2 separate regions of the Mus musculus genome follow, and region 2 is linked to region 1. Evidence: chromatin contacts called from public promoter capture Hi-C data. All regions are on one chromosome and are shown on one strand. Each heading gives the region's core, a stretch centred on a gene start, on an enhancer-like site or on the middle of the called end of the contact. The rest is flanking DNA. Distances are from core to core; before and after follow the strand shown. Region 1 holds the start of Fbxo48 (F-box protein 48). Region 2 holds the start of 4933406G16Rik (RIKEN cDNA 4933406G16 gene).

Region 1 (4,107 bases), core at 986-3,485:
TCTCTTTGGCACACAGCTCTTATGGTCAAGCAGTGGGGTTTCCATAAGGAGTCATTGTTTCTTATTGCACAATTCCAACCTGTGCATGTCCTGGAAGCTCTGCATAAACTCTGAATGTCTAGCTGGCTGAAAATTTTATAAGTGACTTCCAAGGGCAGTAGTTCAACAAAGTTACGTTGACTCTCTTCTTTTCCCCTTTCAGCATCCGCGGAATTCAATTCTGTACCAGGAATTTTGAAATTATTGTTCTTCTTGGAGGTTTTCTTCATTGTTTACCAATTGTCTTCATATGCAACCTACAGGGCAGAGTTAAATATACTCAGCCTCTTCAGACCAAAATGTGCATCCTCCTCGGAGTCAGATAGTTTATGAATGATTTAAAGAACTTTACATTTCTTGACTTCAGCCTCTTAATCTGCAAGGACGAATCCATGCCGTGTCTCGTGTGTGTTTCTTGAAGACTGCCAGGTGGCGTGCGTAAAAACAAGTGGCCAACATCTGACCTGTATATGGGAGACCATGAACACATTCCCTTCACTTTGAACACTAGTTCTTGGCAAGTATCATGGTTTCTACATGTTTTGTTTCTTGCTGTTCTAGAAGAACATTATCTTTAAAAAAAGGGGGGGGGAATGATTCTCCACATCAAACATTTGCTGAGTTTAGTAATAATGACTACTTTAGTGTTTATTAAAAGTCTCTATGTGAACTGATGCTTTACCATTGGTTTCCTCACCTTCGAGCTAACAGAGTCACAAACCTGCTGGTCCTTTAGTAATCTGTATAAGAACTACTTAACCGTTTGGATGTAGTGGACAAGTGCATACTCTTGACATCAGTTTACCCAAAATAGTCCAGGATGAAGTCCTGACCATAATTATGGAGTCTCATATATTCAATTACACTTCAAGAGTGGTGTCTTAGAAATCAATCTATCTTATGTGCCTAATTATGAGCTAAGGATCACTGTCCCCAAATCTATTACTGAGTGACAAGTACAATCTAAGTAGTTCATAATTCAGCTAGGAATAGTATATAGCTATAGATGTAAAGCCTTATTCCAGCTAATGTTCTCAAGGACCACAGTGGAAGCTTCTGGAAGCTTCAAGGCTGCACACATCATCCTGGGCCATGTTGCAATATAAGCACAATTTGTGTTTACCTACTTTATAATACTTACAGTTCCTTTTGTGGTGGAGAATCAGGATACAATAGGCATTTGATGTATAGCTAAATATCTCTTCATTCAGTGACTAACAATTCCCTTTTCAGATGCACTACTCGAGTCTTTGTAGTTAGTAACATCATGGTGACTACCTTTGGTTAGGCTGTTTATGATCCAAACTGGTTGTGGTTAGAACTGTAATGTCTGAACTGAACAGGGGCTTCCTTTAGAAATAGAAAATAGAAAGCAACTTGGTGTGCAAAAACAAGACAAAACCCACAAGATCAAGTATTTGCAACGAACCTTCTCCCCTCCTACCACTGGTACAAACTAAAGGCAAAGTGTCATCTTTGAAACTAAGTTTCTATTAGGAGGTTACACTACACTCAGATGTTTGCTGTTTCTCCCAGGCTCTCCCTAGGAATAAAATCTTTCCTTCTGTCAAAGGAATTCCACAAGAGGCAGGAAGTTTTTCAATTGAACATTCTGTGGTGCCTTGGTCATATTCCCAAAAATCTCACTAGGAATCTTCTAAATTATCTCTCTTGAATGCCTCGAAAGCTATTCCTTGTATGTCGCCTCTTTTTGAACCAACCTTGCGGAAATATTGCGTTAGCTTGCGGTCCTCCCACCTCCTTTTCAAAGATCTGCTTCTATGTATGTGTATTGCCGGTTTGCTTGCAAACAAGTCTCAGCACACAGTGCGTGCGCTGCCCGCAGGAGCCAAAAGGGGGGTGGGATCCCCGAAATGGAGTAACAGTCAGTGGCAAGACCCCTCTGTGGACACTGGGAACTAAACCTGGGTCTTTGAGAAGAGCGGTCACTCTGGGCCACCTCCAGCCCCTCCATCCACCGTCCTGTCAAATGTCACTAGGAGTGAGCAAACCGAGAAAGAGCATCGTCGGGCAAGACTAGTTCTCAGGGAGCCCACACCAGTCCTGGCGAGCGCAACCACATCCCTGTGCTGTGAGGACAGGCAGGAGAAGCGACCGACCACAGCTGAGCACGCTGGTCCCTGTGCAGGGAAGGGCAGAGCTGCCTCTCCTACCTAAAGGCGCGGTGCCGGCTCCTCCCGCGATTTCAGTCCTCCGGATTTGAATCTTTTCCGGAAGGCCTTCATGTCCCGCCCTCTCAAGCCTCGCTCCACCCATTTGCATGCGCGGTGCCTTCTGGGATTGGTAGTTTACCCTGCGTTTCATCACCGTAAGGGAAGGAAAGAAAGGAGGCCCAAGTCACTGCAAGGTCCAGCGTCCCCGCTGAGTGACAGCGGGCACATGGGCGGGACTTAAAAGAGCGGGACTTACAAAGGGCGGGACTTACAAAGGGCGGGACTTGCAAAGGGCGGGACTCCCAAAGTGCTTTGGTAGCTAGCGAGGGCTTTGAGACGGCCGAGAGTTTGAGCGCCAAGGCTCTCTCTCCCCAGGGGACTCTGCAACCTGACTAGGTGCTCCTTCCCTGAGGTGTGTGCTCGACAAAGGTTGCTGAAAAAGTTCACGTTGAAATTTTTTTTGATGATAATATCGTGTTACTCATTTCCTTTGTTTCTTAGCATAGTAACATTCCAGGGAGCTGCCCGGGGAAGCTTAACGCTCGATGCGGTATGTATTCTATCTAGTAGCATCTTGCAAAAATATAGTGAAATATCAAGGACTACCGAGACTGCTATATACGATGGAATTGCAAACCTTTCAGCTTATGTGGTTATTAAGTTAGCTGAACATTGTAGTTTTGTTCCCAGAGAAGATATTTGCTAGCATTCAACATTTACCCCTTGCCAGTCTTTCGTGCAGTTCTGTATTTCTCTAAGACTGCTTTTGCATATTACACCCTTACGGCCTTTAGTTTGAACATTCTATATGTCTCTGATTATAAAGATGTTGAAGCTAAGAGATACTTGTTTACTTAGGCCTAATGGCAGAAAGCATCCTGGGGAACTTTCCAGGATGTACATATATATACATAGAAACGCTCAATATCCCCTGTTATGGATTCAAGAAACTGTGACTCCCCTGGGAAGACACATTTAAGAGCGGACTACCTCGTGTATTGAGCTTCTTCACATTCCCAGTTAATGTCTGAAATAAGAAGTCAGAGACTTACCAGAAGGAACAGACCTTGGGGTGAGAGCTGAGGGAAGGGAGCTGCTTTCATAAAAAACACCAATCCGATCAAAGCCATACATCCCACTAGCTGGCATAAGAAAGCCTATAGCTTTCTATAGAAGATATGAGTCAGAAATACAAGGAAAGAGGAAATGGTGTGTGTGTATGTGGTGGTGGTGGTGGGGGGGTGGGGGGAAGGGGGCACCATTTGGTGTGTGCTGGTTGGTTTTTGTCAACTTGACACCTTGGAAGAAGGAACCTCAAATGAGGAATTGTCTCACTCGGACTGGACTGTAGGCAAGTTTATGGTGGCATTTTCTTGATGATAGATCTATGGCGAGCCCAGCCCACTGTGGGCAGTATTGCCGCAGACTATCGCCTTTTTGGGTCTCCTATCTGTGTGGAACGGGTCTCTGGTTGCAGGTGGACAAGGAGTCGGCGAATGACAAACAGAAGCGACAGATGAGATTGTGTAGAATCTGAATGTAATTTGTCAAATCGAGCATCAAACTTTTTATACAGAAGAAAATAGGGAAGTTGGGTGACATACCGGCAAGGTACAAAGAGGTTACTGGATTCTTACACAAAACAGAGGAATGCAAACATGGAAGGACCGGCAGGAACCAGTTGGGATAAAATTCAATGCTAACAACTGGGATCAAAAACATCTCCACCTAAGGCCCACTTAATCTTAGAAGCCAGGGTCAAGGGCTTTGTGCCCTTGCCACAGTTCCTATTCTAGTCTATTGTATAGTCCACCTTCCCCCTAGGCCATTGTAAATACTTGTGTATGGGTGTAACTCAGCTATCCATATTTCTAAGTATCTACTCTGGTTACTT
Region 2 (4,117 bases), core at 430-2,929, 2.1 Mb before region 1:
CTTCTGACAGCTTCAAATGGACACATGGCATCAGTAGATCTGTGTCTGTAAGAAATCACAGATTGTAAAACAGAGTAAACATCACTATTTTAAAAAAGTGTTGCAAGCAATCTAAATGACATTTATTACACATGCAAAAAAAAAAAAAAAAAAGCCTTTCAACCCCTATTGAAAATAATACATATTGTTTTGTTACTATCTTATTAACATTCAAAATCTTGGTTTAATGTTGAAAGTAAATCGTCTGGCAGGTATAAAAAAATCTGCTCTGCCATGATGCAGACATATGAGCAGGAGACATGCTTCCTATAGCATCAGGTTTATGATCTTCCTGGTCACACTCTGTGGTCATCGCAGAGCTTTGACTGAAATTCTGCAAGTGTCTGTTTCTCTGCTAACACACAAATCCAAAGCTGGGGATAATCATACTCTGTATTTTTCTTTTCATGAAAATATTTTTTTCCATACTGTGGATTCTAACTCCCCCTTCCTCCCAGTTCCTCTCCACCCGCCCCCTCCCATCTGGATCCACACCCTTTCTGTCTCTCAGTAAAAAAAACAGTCAAAATAATAAAATAAAATAAATGGAAAACAATTGGAATGGAACAAAACAACAAAACGAGAAAACAAAACCAACCAAACAACAAAGTAAAAGCATAGCAAACACATATAGATCCAGAGACACATGTTAGCACATACAAGAATACCATAAAACCCAAACTTGAAAGTCATGATATATATGCAAAGAACTCATAAGGTAGAGAGGAAAGGCCCTGCCAGCATTATGAGACAGAGAACCTGTAACGTGGCTGTTGAGTTTGTTTTGTGCTAGCCATTCCCGGCTAGGCATAGGGCCTACCCTGCCGAGTGGTTTGTTTCCAGTGAGACTCCCTTCCAAAAAAACCATCTTTTCATTCATAAGTGGTTATTGCTTGCAGATAGCTTCTAGGTTAGGGATGGGGACATTTGTAAACTTTCTCTTTCAGCTGTAGACCCCATCTGGTTGCAGACTCAAGCAGGTCCTGTTCATGCTACTCTGGTACTGTGAGATCCTGTGGGCCTCAGCCCTGTTGTGTCCAGAAGGCCTTGATTGCTTGGTGTCCTCCATTTCCTCAGCTCTCACACTCTTTCTGCCTCCTCTTCCACAGAGTTCCTTGAGCCACGAGGAGAGAGATTTGATAGAGGCATCACTTTGAGGGCTAAGTGTTCCAAGGTTTTTCACTCTCTGCAAATTGTTTGGCAATAGGTCTCTATGTGTTGCCATCTGCTGCAGGAGGCAGCTTCTCTAACAATGGTTGAGCAAGGCACAGATCTATGAGTACAGCAGAAGTCATTTTAGCTACACTCCGTCAGCAGCGCAGTAGAATTTGGTTTTCCTCTGTGCCCATGGGCTATCTAGTCTAACTAGGTTATCTAGTTCTTGGTCACCTAAACAGCCTTGAGCATCGGTTCCATTTCATGGAGTATGCCTTAAGTTAAATCAGATTCTAATTTACTGCCACAAGATTTGTGTCACTATCACACCGGTGTCCAAGTCACTCTTGTACACTGAAGAGTTTGGAGCTGGGTAACATGCAGAGTATGTTCCAGGACCATGAGCACTAGTCCACAGGGGTAGAGGCTCTAAGTGGGAACCACTTGACTTCTCTGTGTTCAATGTAGGTGGTAACTTCTGCAATAGGGTTCTGATATCAGTTTGTTGAGGGTTAAAAATAAGCCTTGGCAACAGCCTGAGCTATTTGTTGGGGGAGGGGCATGGAACCCCTTTGGATAACAATTCAATTAGATGTAACTCATTCCATGTATTGGAAGCTTCATTGGGTGATAAGAGATGTGTTTTGGGGCTCTGCCTTCCCTGTTATTTGGTGATTTCATTTACATTGCATATATATATATATATATATATATATATATATATATACCATCTTGTGTGTGTATATATATATATATACACACATATATATATATACATACATATGCATATAGATTGCATTCTCATATAATCACCTACATGTACATGTAGATGTACATACACATATGTATCAACTTATTATATATATATATGTATATATATATATATACACACATATATTACATTATATGAAGCTTCTACTACATTAGGCTTCCATACAACCCCTCAAATGGCCCACAGTTTTAGCTAGCCCCCACTAACGTCTCTTCCCTTCTTCTCCCTTTTAATCCCCTCATTCCAGTCTCCCCACCTTATCCATCTGTAACTGTTTATTGTATTTCCTTTTCCTAGGGAGATCCATCCCTCTCCCTTAGTCCCTTACTGTCAATCTAACCATCGTGGTTATAACTTCTGTGGTTATATAGATTGTAGCATGCTTATCTATGACATAACAGTCAAAATTCACATACAAGAGAATATTGTATTTGTCTTTCAGGGTCTGGGTAACACATTCAGGATGATATTTTTCTAGTTTCATCTGCTTACCTGCAAATTTCAGAATTTTATTTTTTTAATGGCTTCACTCTATGAATGTGCCACACTTTCTTCATCCAGTCATTCACTGACAGACATCTAGGTTGTTTCCAATTGCTGGCTCTTATGAACAGAGCAGCAGTGAACACGGTTGAGCAAGTCCTCTGTGGTATGTAGTGTCCTTTGAGTACATGCCTAAAAGTGGTATGACCAAATCTCCAGGCATATCAATATCCTGATGAACCTCTGCTCTGATCTCCATCATGGCTGTAGAGTTTGCAGTCCTCCAGCAACGAATGAGTGGTCCTTTGTTCCACATTCTCACTAGCATGAGAATTTTTTTCTTAACACAACAGTTCAAAGTCCACACAAGCTTTTCATCTGGAGGTCTTTAAATACATAAGAAATATTTTTAGTTTGCTAGTTTTAAAACTATAGGGTAGAAGTTGGTAAATCCAAAAAAAAAAAAAAAGCCCACAGTTTTCATAAATAAAAATCATGATACATATATCTGAGCAGCTTTGCAAGGCAAAATGACAAAGGCTCAGGGCCAGAAGGGAAGGTTCAGGGTGGGGAAAGCACAGGCTTTGAGCCATCTTCCTCATCACGTTGACTTTAGGCTTGCTCAGGTTTAACTAAGCTGCTGCTGTTCTTGCCTTAACTCCAAGAATATAAAAGTGAGTTCCATGTGCTGTCTTCAGCTCAAGCTTTTCCAAGGATGGAGTCCTTTCAAGCCACTGCTCAGTTTAGTGAGAATTAGTATTCTCCCTGATCGTCAGCTGTATTTCTCACTGAGTGAAACAAGAAAGCTGAGTTGGTAAGAGAAGGTGCCATTGGTGAGCCAGAGAGTTTCTGGTTTTCCCCTGGGATGCTCTCTCAATCAGAGAAATTGTATACATCTGGGAATGTTTGTCTGTGCACGCATGTGTGTGTGTATCTACATGTCTGCGCAAATGTGTATGCACACATGTGCATATACATTTGTGGATGTGTGGATGTGTGTGTGTGCCTAAGTAAAGAATAGCCCTGGAGTCAGAGGAATGTAGTTACTGGCATTGTGTTACATTAAGAACTGTATTGGTTACTTTTAATTGCCGTGATAAGACACTGTGACCAAGGCAATTTAGAGAAGAAAGTTTACTTGGGACATATGGTTGGTTTCAGAGTATGAGTCCTATGGTCATGGTATAGAGGTGGCAGGTATCTGAAGTAGCAGCTGAGGGCTTACATCTTGAGGAGCAGAGAGAGAGATAACTCAAAATGGCCCGAGTCTCTTGAAACCTCAAAGCCCACCCCTAATAACATATGTCCATCAGAGAATCCAGGCCTTCCAATTCTCCCCAAACAGTCAGCACTGGAGGTCGTGCATTCAAAGCTGGGTGCCATTCCCATCTAAACTATCACAAACATCAAGGAAACTGCCTGCCTGCCTGCCTGCCTGCCTGCCTGCCTGCCTGCCTGCCTTCCTTCCTTCCTTCCTTCCTTCCTTCCTTCCTTCCTTCCTTCCTTCCTCCTCTTTCTTTCTTTCTTTCTTTCTTTCTTTCTTTCTTTCTTTCTTTCTTTCTTTCTTTCTCCCTTCCTCTCTTTCCTTCTTTCTCTCTTTCTCTTTCTTTCTCTCTTTCTCTTCCTTCCTTCCTCCCTTCCTTTCTTTCTTTCTTCCTTTCTTCCTTT

What was found. Promoter capture Hi-C pulls out the DNA fragments that hold promoters and counts their contacts.
Region 2: a contact with region 1 is called in a promoter capture Hi-C map of stem cell-derived epiblast-like cells, with 4 times the contacts expected there. The contact joins the promoter of 4933406G16Rik here to the promoter of Fbxo48 in region 1. A contact is called at or near these places in 3 of 39 promoter capture datasets (hippocampal neurons, liver and stem cell-derived epiblast-like cells).

Annotation. Positions count from the first base shown.
Region 1 is chr11:16,949,538-16,953,644 of GRCm38.p6, reverse strand. Fbxo48 (F-box protein 48) reads right to left here and starts at 2,235. Exons shown (of 4, transcript NM_176982.2): 1 at 1,181-2,235; 2 at 392-503; 3 at 1-296. The coding sequence starts at 269. Eldr (Egfr long non-coding downstream RNA) reads left to right here and starts at 2,363. Exons shown (of 4, transcript NR_110425.1): 1 at 2,363-2,625; 2 at 2,715-2,763.
Region 2 is chr11:19,062,837-19,066,953 of GRCm38.p6, reverse strand. 4933406G16Rik (RIKEN cDNA 4933406G16 gene) reads right to left here and starts at 1,679. Exons shown (of 5, transcript NR_046037.1): 1 at 860-1,679; 2 at 1-45.